Linked DNA regions of Mus musculus: region 2 is linked to region 1. A link is a contact called in public HiCAR-type data. All regions are on one chromosome and are shown on one strand. The core of a region is the stretch at or near the end of the contact, and the rest is flanking DNA. Distances in the headings are between cores, read along the strand shown. Region 1 overlaps Ankrd31 (ankyrin repeat domain 31). Region 2 overlaps Fam169a (family with sequence similarity 169, member A).

Region 1 (5,390 bases), core at 113-2,612:
GACTGTCCTGGAACTCACTCTGTAGACCAGACTGGCTTTGAACTCAAAAAGATCCACTTGCCTTTGCCTCCAGAGTGCTGGAATTAAAGGGTATATACTACCACCACCCGGCTATAATATTTTTGAAACTATAATACAATTATATCATTTCTCCTACTCTTTCCTCCCTCCAACCTCTCCCATGCACTCTACTTGCTCTCTCTCAAATTCATGGCCTTTTTAAAAAAAATTGTTTTTACCTGCAAATATGCAGACCTATAACTCCCAACACTCAGAAAGGTCAGAAGTTCAAATTTGTATGTGTGTATGAGTTCCTGTGTATGTGATTGTACTGCTCAGTTTGTGTAATGTTACCAGTGTGTGTATGACCTCAGAGCTGACTCCCTGGGAAAGACCATTCCTTCCACTCTTGCATTTCCCAGTTGTCTGTAGTTCCTTGTTTAGGGTTGAGAACCCACAAACTGTCCCCTTCCATGTTAACATGCTCAGTGGTGTCATCATTGCTCAGATCTTCTTTGTGAAACTTTCTGGGTATAGCCTTTCTGACATTCCTAGGAGACACAATCTCACAAACTCCCTCCTCTTCTAGCTTTATAATCTCTTTCCTCTCTTCTGCAATGATCCCTGAGCCTTAAGTGCAGCTGTTGGCATGTAGATCTATTTGTTGGGACTGGGTTCACACAATCTCTTGTTCTCCACATTTTAATCAATTTTGTTTTTCTGTAATTTTTCTCCTTTTGTTGAAAAGAGAAATTTTTGATGAGGGGTGAGAACTACACTTATAAATATTTAAAATTTTAGGAATTATGCTGGTTTAGTAAAGTGCCAGGTGTACTTTGCTGTAAGACCCATGACTCATCGGCTCTGGATAGCTGTCTAAGTCTCTAGTACAGGGACCTCTTGTTGAACAGGTCTTATGTCCAACTAGAGAGCTATTGGTTGCCACCAATGTATGAGTGCAGATACTGCACCCCTAGGGCTATTGTGCCATGCTGGTCATTGCTGTGGACTGGCCTCAGTCAGGCCCTCGATCCGCAGGGGAAATCAGGGTCCCGGTACAGGTGGGCAAGAGTCGGTGAAAGGGTGACAAACAGACATAGACACAAGGAAGTGTTGTACCTGAATGTAATTTTGTCAAAGTTAGCATCAGATTTATATATTACAGAAGAAAACAAAGAAGTTAGGTGTCACAGCAGGCAAGGTACTTTGAAGTTATCTGACACAAAACAGAGAAATGCCTTCACAACACTGGCAAGAACCAGGCAATGTTTACAGTTAAGATAAAAACAGCCCTGCCTAGAGTCAGCTAATGACAGGGCCCAGGTGAGGATTTCACACTCTAGTCACAATTTATGCTATTCCTTTGAACCTTGTGAAAGCTTGCACCAGTGGGTTCTGCTCTAGCAGACCTTTCATGAATAATGCAATACTGTAGTTCTTCCTTAAACCACAACCCTCCTTTTTCCTAGGCCATGGTAAATTCTTGCATATATGAGTAACTTGGCTGCTCTTTTAAGTATCTGTAGGGAGTCTCCATTTGTCAGAACTCAACAACTTTCTTCTAATATGCAATGTAGTCTGCTATACCTGGCTGAAATGAAGATTCTAAGTATACATTGCTAAGCTTGCCCTGAGATTTCTAACTCCTGTCTGGCAATCTGAGATGCCTGATTACTAACTGTCAACACTGAGGCATTTCGTCTGCATGAATGACATTCTTATGAAATTCCAAGACCAGGGTCAGCTCAAGGACTGCCTAGGACATTGGTGAAAACCAGGGAGTAAAAAAGCCAGGGAGTAAAGTTCAACCTGATTTAGGTATTTGTAAAATCATTTCTTGGAGGCAATACTGAAATATAAAATATAAAATACTGAAAGAAAGCACACAGATCCATATACCCGAATAATGCAGGGACAGGCTAGGAGCATTCTTGCTATGGGAATGCCAAGGTTCCAGGAGGCTAAGTTTCTGTCAAACTCTTTGCCTCGAGATTGCATCCAAGCCTTTAGGCCTGTCACACAGACTTCACTGGAGTGGGTGTGGCAGGTCATTGTTGTGGTTCATCGGTGTCATAGCTGAGTAGGATTATTAGTTCCTTCCGTGCCTTGTGATCTTGTGTGGTGCCTTCTGGTGAAGGAGAATCTTTGTCTAAAAATCTGTTCATGTATATATTATTCTTCCTGACCTCTAATAATTTTGGTAATTCTGATCTGTGTTCCTTACCCACTATGACAAGTCCCTTATACTTCATATAGAGGAATGTAAAACTTGTTATTACATGTACCTAGATGATGGAGCATAACCTTTTTGTTTTTAAGGTTAATCTCATTTCTTTCCTATTTCAAGCTTGCATTCTCATTGTCTTGTTGCTAATGTTTTTCAAGGGCCTACTTTGTCTTTGTTTTCCACTTGGAGCTGTGAATTGGCTCTGCCCACAGTGAACTCAAATCCTTTTTCAAGATACCAAGTTGCTTCAGATCTCCTAGGCTCACCCTATCTTATCCAGCTACATCATTTCAGCTGTGCCTCTTATATATCCAGTTACCAAGCTTTTTTTTATAAACTTACAAGCCAAAGGGCAAGGAAATAGGAATAAAATTTTGAGTGGATGTGGCTTCAAAGGCAGCTCTTGTTAACATCTATAAAATACTGACAGGTGTTTCAAAGAATTATTGTGAGAACCATGAGCAGTGACTTCTGGCCTGGCACCTAGTTGTGTTTGAATAAATATATGTTGTTATTTCCCTTCTTTATCATTTATTCATGCCTCAAGTTCTTCCTTTCCTTTGGATCTGTGGCAAGTAACTGATAAAATTGATCAAAGTAATTGCTTATTCTCTGATATTTTTCACTGGTTAAATCAATATTTCCCAATAGATCATCTGAGAAAAACACTTTTAAAACCTTTGGACAGCATGTTTTGGAAAATACATATAGTTAGCATTACAATTATAAATTTATTTTATTAAGCTCTATATGCTAGATATTGGATAAAATGGTAGTACATAGAATATATTAATTTCTTACTTCTTTTGTTCAACTTAGAACAAATTATTAGCAGTCTTAGGAGATGATAATGCATCCTGCCAGAGAGGTAGGAGATATGTTGTGGGGGAACAACCAACATGATTGAAAACCATAACTTTCAATACCTATAAAGTACATTATTTTCCTGAGTAACATAGTAGCTAATTTGGATAGCAACTTTAAAAGTAATTCTGATATTGGACATTCAAAACTTTGTAAGAACAAATACAACCTGTTAGGGCATTGCTCTTGAAAATAACTCCCTGGGAAAGTTTTATGTTTAAACAACAAAAACCTTGGGTTATTAGTTTAGAGTCAGGATTCATAAGATTTCATACACTTGCATCCTCATCTCTTCGGTTTTCCTCTCTGGTTTCCTGTTCTTTTCTCATTTCACATTTGCATATACATTCAGAAGGTGAAGTGGTATCAATTTTATAATTTTATGACTGAGAGAAACATTTGGCAAGAATTTTCTCGCATTACTTAGGCTGTGACATATTGAGGTCATTTGTTAATTTAACTAACTAGAACATCTGTTTGTTGGAACAGATGGTTAAAGCGTAGTTGAAGATTAATTTGTGATCTGTGATCTAGCCAATGTTGCTCTTGGTCCATTTAACCACTCTTGGTTAAATATTTAACCATGTATTCAGGCATTATTGGTTTCATACAGGAAAGTAATATAGATGAAGTAGAAAGTTGGTAAAAAAATAAATTAATATAAAAATGAGTTCTAAACCTAACTTTTAATTTTAAATATTGCTTTGTTTTATGTAACACACAGGAACTAAGAGAAAACTCAGATTCCCCTGAAGTAAGTCTTCTCTCAGGGACTTCTCCTGTGGCACCTGATTTGGTTGCATTAAAGGAGAGATTAACAGAGCCAGTGAAGACCTTAGCAGTACCAAACACACTTTCTGAGCCTGGAGAGGAAGTAACACAGACTATGACATCTAAAGAAACCAAAGATGAAGAAAGCTCTCTTGAAACATTTGTGTCTACTTTAGAAAAGTTACTAGAATCATCAGAATGTACCCAAGAAGAAAGACTGCTTGAAGTAATGGATGACTTCAATCCTCAAGAGTTGTTCAGCACATTGAGCAACTCCTTGGGTTCTGTATCTGTCCCTTTGAATGCCTGGGCAGCACAGGGTAGAGATGAACTAGAAAACAAGGCTGATGCTGCATTGCCAGCTAAATTGCTGGCAGCTGTCAACACAGGTGCTGATGTGGGACCCAGCTGTCAAGGACAAGAGAAAAGCAGCAGTGTTAGTGGTGGAAATGGATGCTTAGCAGTGCAGCCCATCATGTCTCAGGTAGATGAAGATTGTACACAAATAGCACAGGTGAATTTATTACTCTACTATTTAAATAGTTCAGGTTATTCAGGTTGTGAAACCACCATCTGTCAGTAGGACAGGTGGTTATACAAGTACGAATATCTGAAGCTAATTTTTGTAGTGACCTGTAATAATCTTTAGTGTGTTAAATTCTAATCATCTCACCAGTTACCAACATCTAGAAGGTATTGGTGAAAGATAACCTTCATGCGTAGATTGCTCTTTTTAGAAGTACTGGGTAGAATTTACAAGGAATTAAGATAAAATTATTTTCTCCCCAACCTACATAAGAAGGCATATCAATAGTTTCTAGTGTAATAGGAAAGAATTTCTTACCAGAAATTTCTCTTTGTTTAGGATATTACTATATTTACCTGAGTATGGAGTAGATACGGAGCCCTGCAACTGGACATGGAGGAAGCTTTCCAGTTTCATGAGGTCCCATTTATCAATTCTTGATCTTAGAGCATGAGCCATTGGAGTTCTGTTTAGGAAATTTGCCCCCTGTAAGGCAAAGGACATAGTAAATAAGACAAATCACCAACCAACAGAGTGGGAAAGAATCCTCACTAACCCCACACAAGATAGAGGCTAACATCCAAAATATATAAAGAACTCGAGAAGTTAATCACCAAAAAACCAAACAACCCAATCAAACAATGGGGATTAAGCCTTCTTTGAGCCCTATTTGGAATAAGAGTAAAACGCCATAGATTGTGGTTTTAGGATTCCTACAGCATTATGCATTGAGGCCCTGTAGATGTATAACAAGTGCCAAGTTCCCTTTTCACGTTGACAGTTTGTATTCTCATTATTATAAAATTAAGTAAAGGCAAGTATGGTGTTACATACGTAATTAGAGAGGCTGAGGCAGCAGGGTCAACAGTTCAGGAGTTCAAGGCCAGCATGGGGCCTTAGTAAAACCCTGTCTCAGATCAGTCAAAACCAAAAAGAACATGTCATGCATTACAAGATTGTCTAACAGGATGGTAACAAAATCTCCTATAGATTCACTCTCTA
Region 2 (5,242 bases), core at 1,039-3,538, 310 kb after region 1:
TGTCAGCAGGGTTGAGAGTGTAGCAACAGGGCTGCTTTGGAAGGCCTGGGATTGGTGCTGTGGCCTGGGCAAAGGAAACAAGGCCCAAGGCATTGTTGCTGCTCCTGCTGCAGGCTTTCTGATGGACTGTTGTAGGCTGCAGGAAGGACCAGGGGTGAGTGCGGGGCGCTTGGCTCAGAGAGACTGGACAAGCGGATGTCAAGATTCACTGAGAACATGTGTAAGCTTGAAGGAACATACTTTCAGACTTGTCTCTGCAGAATTTGATTATAAATGGTATACATCAAATGTGTACATTGCTATTTTATTTATATTTTAAATAAGTTGCATATTCATATACCACAAAATTTACACATTTCAAATGTATCATATTTTACCAGTTTTGTATCATTTTTATTATTACAAAACAAGAAAATCTATATACAAATGTCACTCTTATTTCCAGCCTTTGGCAACCATGAATCCATGGATTAATCTATGAATTAATCTAGGTCATATGTTGTGTGGCTTGTATCTAGCTTTTCTTTCTTTCTTTCTTTCTTTCTTTCTTTCTTTCTTTCTTTCTTTCTTTCTTTCTTTCTTTCTTTCGGCTTAATAGTCTTTTTCCAAGTCTCATATAATATATTGTAGTATGTATCAGTACTTCACCTCTTTGGAAAAATTAGATTTATTATATCTGTATTACTGTTTTGTTTGCTTGCCTGTATGTGTACCGTGTGCATGTCTTGTGCCCTAAGAGATCAGAGGTGGGATGGAGTTATGGATGTTTGTTAGCCATCATATGGGTGCTGAGAACCAATCCCTGACTCTGTGAGCCATTTCTCTAATCCAACTCTTCATTTCTTCTTATGACCAAATAGGATTTCCTTGTATAGTGTTCTAGTCAGACTTTTGTTGCTGTGACCATATATCTGAGCAAAAGCAATTGAAAGTATTTATTTTTGGCTCATGGTTTTAGCTGTTTCAGTTCGTGGAGCAGATAGAGAAGGTTAGGTTATGTCTAAAGATAGAGTGTAATATACATATAGTCATAGCCAAGTATGTACGTCATGAAATGTTAGTAAGCTACTTGTCCTATATTACTGTTGGCAAACATAAAATAACAGCTATTCTTATTATCACACATACATTATAGAGTATAACAAAAGTTACAATATACTTTATTAAAGAATATACACATTTTTGGTGTGCTTTTTTACTTAAGGGAAAAGCTATTTTCAGAAATGTTAACTCGTATTTACTAAATGTCCATGTAACTTACTGTGTAAAATTCTTTGGTTTCTCTTACTGCTGCAGGAAGCTTATGTGCCTCATTTCTTACTCAGAATTACCAACTGCCAGTTCTTGATACAATGTTTATAAGGAAGAAATACAGAGGAAAAGATTTGGGGCTTCATATGCTGGAAGATTTTGTTGATTCCTTTACAGAAGATGCACTTGGCTTACGGTACCCACTGTCTTCTCTCATGTACACAGGTGAGTGGACTGAGCTGGAAAATGTTAAACTTGGTGTCACCTAAAGTTTGTTTCTCCAGAATATTGTAAATGTATATTACCAGTTTTAAATGAGTTTGAAAGTTTTTACTTTCTAGGACTTAACTTTACAAGTGTAATTTTATTTTATGGTATCTAGTTGTTATATAGAGGATAATTTTTTTTTATTTTTTAAAATGTTTTAAATGGAGACAGGCTAGTCTGGCTTTGAAATAACGATCCTTTTGTCTTAACCTCCAGGCTCTGAGAGGCAGCCAAGGAGTTTGTAACATTTTTTGCAAGGCTTCTTTTTTCTCCCAAAGCTTGCTTGCTTGCTTGCTTGCTTGCTTGCTTATTTATTTATATTTAGTCTCTCTTCTGCCCTCCATGAGCAGCAGATACACACATAGTGCACAGACATACATGCAGATAAAACCCATACATGTAAAAGAACCACATTTAAAAAAAGAGTTTGCAGTTTCTGTATAGCAGCACTAATTTTTTTTTTATTTTGGTTTTGTTTCCTGCCAGTTTATTCTGTCTTTCACACATATGAATAAGTCACATATTACTGAGGAGTTAGAATTTCCTTTTAAGGGTCTTAGTCCTTTATTAGAAATTTAAAAACAGACTCAGAAGGAAGCTTGAGAGTCAAATTTGAGAATTTGAGAGAAAAACTAAACCATTGCCAAGCCCCGAGTCCCAGCAGCTGCTAGGAGAGAGAGAGAGAAATGGAAGACTGAAAGCCATGCCTGTGACTTAGGGTCAGCAGAGGAGAAATGGGCAGGCAGCTGACCAGAAGTTAAAGGCATGGATGGCTTTGTAGTTAAGGTTGACAAATATTAAAAATCTGAGAAGAGCTGGGCATGGTGGCGCACGCCTTTAATCCCAGCACTCGGGGAGGCAGAGGCAGGCAGATTTCTGAGTTCAAGGCCACCCTGGTCTACAGAGTGAGTTCCAGGGCAGCCAGGGCTATACAGAGAAACCCTGTCTCGAAGAAAAAAAACAAAAAACAAAAATCTGAGAAGAAATCCAAACCTTCTGTCTCAAGCATTTGGCATAAGAGATACCTACCTGTGACTGCAGACTGGCCTTGGTGACCATTTACACATGTGCGTGAGAGGTTCCTTGGTTACAAGTGCTATTCCTTATTACACCCAGGCACAGCTTTAGAGTTGGAGAGAAGGACTGGACAGTGCCCAGTTCCAGTCAGTCTATGGACTTGCACTGGATACTCATCACTTGTTCACCTGATAGAATGGTGTCCTGCTATTCTTGTATTCAGGATGCAGATTTGACAACAGTTTGTTTTTAATGAGAATTACATAGGCTGAGCATGCTTCACCAAAATGGAAACTGCTCCAGGTCTGGAACTTACTAAGCATATGTCGTTCAAAAAGTTGCATGTTTCAGAGCATTTTTAATTTTCAGTATGCCCAATAGTAAAGTGTATGCAAAGTATTTAAAATAGGAATAACTCTGAAATTGGAAACAGCATTTTCGATACAGGGGTTTGTACAGTTCATTCTCTATGCAGTTCATCTTCCCTTTGGAGCTGTAGCAATTCCACCTCCCCTTTCTTTGCCTTTGCCCCCCTGACAGTTCACCTCCTGAAATCCGTGCACCCTTCTTTCTCATGATGTCATGTTTGCGTGTCCTAACTTTTTAAAGTATTATGTGCTTTGTGGTTGTTTTTATTAACCAGTCTTTATAATTCTGGTGATATTTGTCATTTAATACGTATGTTCTGTGGAGGTGTGCACAGTGCTGTATATGTGCCATTACTGTATCCAGAACTTTGTCTGCACAGTGTGAAGGCCCTGAGACCTCACTCTGAGTTATCTGTTCTAGTTAGATCAGCCCAGTGTTAGCAGATAAGTGATGGATATTGTTTGATGATGGTTGTACACACTGTAGTAGAGAGAAGCTCACCAAAGTGCTAAGCCTTCATTTTTTGAAGAAGCAGAGGGGTTCAGCCTTCTTGGAAAAGACTGACACCATGCTGGCTCACTCCACTTAACTCTTTTCAAACATTATACAAGGTTAATTGGGGCTGAGAAAGGTTTCAAGTACCAAAGTTCTCTTGTCCTTGCTGCCTGAGAGAGCAAACCACCCACACGAGTCTCAGTCCCTTTGACCATGGCCAGAATCAAAGAAAGAACTCGAGGTTTGCCAGGAGTTGGTACAGCAGAGGGCACCAAGTGCAGGATTTCCAGAGAGACAACATTTCATTGAGGGTCAAACAATCTCGAAACAGTTTCTCAGCCTTTACTGACTCACTCAGACATAGCAAAGATTTTGCCGAGACATTTCACTTACAGCCAGACACAAAGGCTTTACGATACATGTCACTGCAGTTTTGGCCTCTTTTTTGTGACTTATTTTGACAGACGGTCAAATGTTTGTGTAGTATCATTTTAAACATCACATAGTGACTCCTTTTGCATATGTACTGACATTCTTTAGATATTTTTCATTTAAACTTGTTATTTGAAATGTAACATTTTTACTTTTAAAAAAGATACATTTATCATTTTATATGAGTGATTGTTTGGCCCATGTATCTGTACTGTGTGAGTGCCAGTGCCTGTGGAGGCCAGAGAGGGCATTGAATCCCTTGGAGTTGGCGTTACAGATGGTTTTGAGCCATCATATGGCTTCTGGGAACCAAACTCAGGTCCGCTGGAAGAGCAACAAATGCTCTTAACCACAAAGCCATCTTTCCAGCCTCAAGATTTTCCCTGACTGAGACGACTATTGTTCACTCTGAGGTTCCTTGGTCATGTTTCTGGTGCAAAGGTCATGCTCCTCACTGAGTACCTGGACAGCTTTCTTTCCTCTGTTCTTTTTGCCATTTGAGATTTCTAGGACATTGTTAAATGTGTTTTGCAGCTTCCAAGCAATACTTTGAAAAGTATCCAGGAGATCATGAACTTCTTTGGGAAGTTGAAGGTGTGGGTCATTGGCATCAGCGAGTACCAGTCACCCGAGCATTGCAGAGAGAGGCTATTAAAGCTACAGGTAAGACTGTAGAATATGGGACACTTTTAAAAACAGCACCCAATGGTGGTCGTGTCTTATATACCTCAGGGCAGTGTTGTGATCTTTCTGGTTGCAGACTGTCTTAATTAGGGTTTTACTCTTGTGAACAGACACCATGACCAAGGCAAGTCTTACAAAGGACAACATTTAATTGAGGCTGGTTCGTAGGTTCAGAGGTTCAGTTCATTATCATCAAGGTGGGAACATGGCAGCATCTAGGCAGGCATGGTTCAGGCAGAGCTGAGTGTTCTACATCTTCTGAAGGCTGCTAGTAGGGGACTCACGACCAGGCAGCTAGGATGAGAGTCTTAAAGCCCTCACCCACAGTGACATACCCACTCCAACAGGGTCACATCCACTCCAACAAGGCCACACCTTCTAATAGTGCCGCTCTCTGGGCTGAGCATATACTACCATCACACAGACCCTCTTAAAATTTGGAATTTTTATTGTGCTTTTGCTTTTGAGTCACTAATAAAAAAGAGGTGTAGAGGGGGCTGGAGCAATGTCTCAGCAGTTGAGAGCAGTTGTGGCTCTTGTAAAGGACTGGGTTCAATTGCCAGCATCCATGTGGTGGCTTACAACCATCTCTACAACTCCAGTTCCGTGGGATCTGACACCTGACCTCCTTGGCCACCAGGTACACGTTATACCTACATATATACTGGCAAAATATTCATACATTAAATACGCCTGAAAGGTAAAAGTACAACACAAAAGACAATGC

Evidence for each region. HiCAR-type assays count read pairs that join an accessible place to other places.
Region 2: a contact with region 1 is called in a HiCAR-type map of kidney, with 4 times the contacts expected there. The contact joins two enhancer-like sites. A contact is called at or near these places in 1 of 484 Hi-C or Micro-C datasets (nephron progenitors) and 1 of 115 datasets of contacts at active chromatin or transcription factors (kidney).

Annotation. Positions count from the first base shown.
Region 1 is chr13:96,791,924-96,797,313 of GRCm38.p6, forward strand. Ankrd31 (ankyrin repeat domain 31) reads left to right here. Exons shown (of 26, transcript NM_001370928.1): 8 at 3,816-4,376. Among named protein-coding and RNA genes, the nearest start is that of Ankrd31, 46 kb to the left of the region's middle. Within about 2 kb of position 1,363, at least 6 of the 459 cell types and tissues checked have an H3K27ac peak or open chromatin away from gene starts, as enhancers often do. A contact at or near this core is called in kidney, where this site is marked.
Region 2 is chr13:97,105,658-97,110,899 of GRCm38.p6, forward strand. It overlaps Fam169a (family with sequence similarity 169, member A), which reads left to right. Exons shown (of 13, transcript NM_001100458.1): 6 at 1,297-1,476; 7 at 4,366-4,494. Among named protein-coding and RNA genes, the nearest start is that of Nsa2, 30 kb to the right of the region's middle. Within about 2 kb of position 2,289, at least 3 of the 459 cell types and tissues checked have an H3K27ac peak or open chromatin away from gene starts, as enhancers often do. A contact at or near this core is called in kidney, where this site is marked.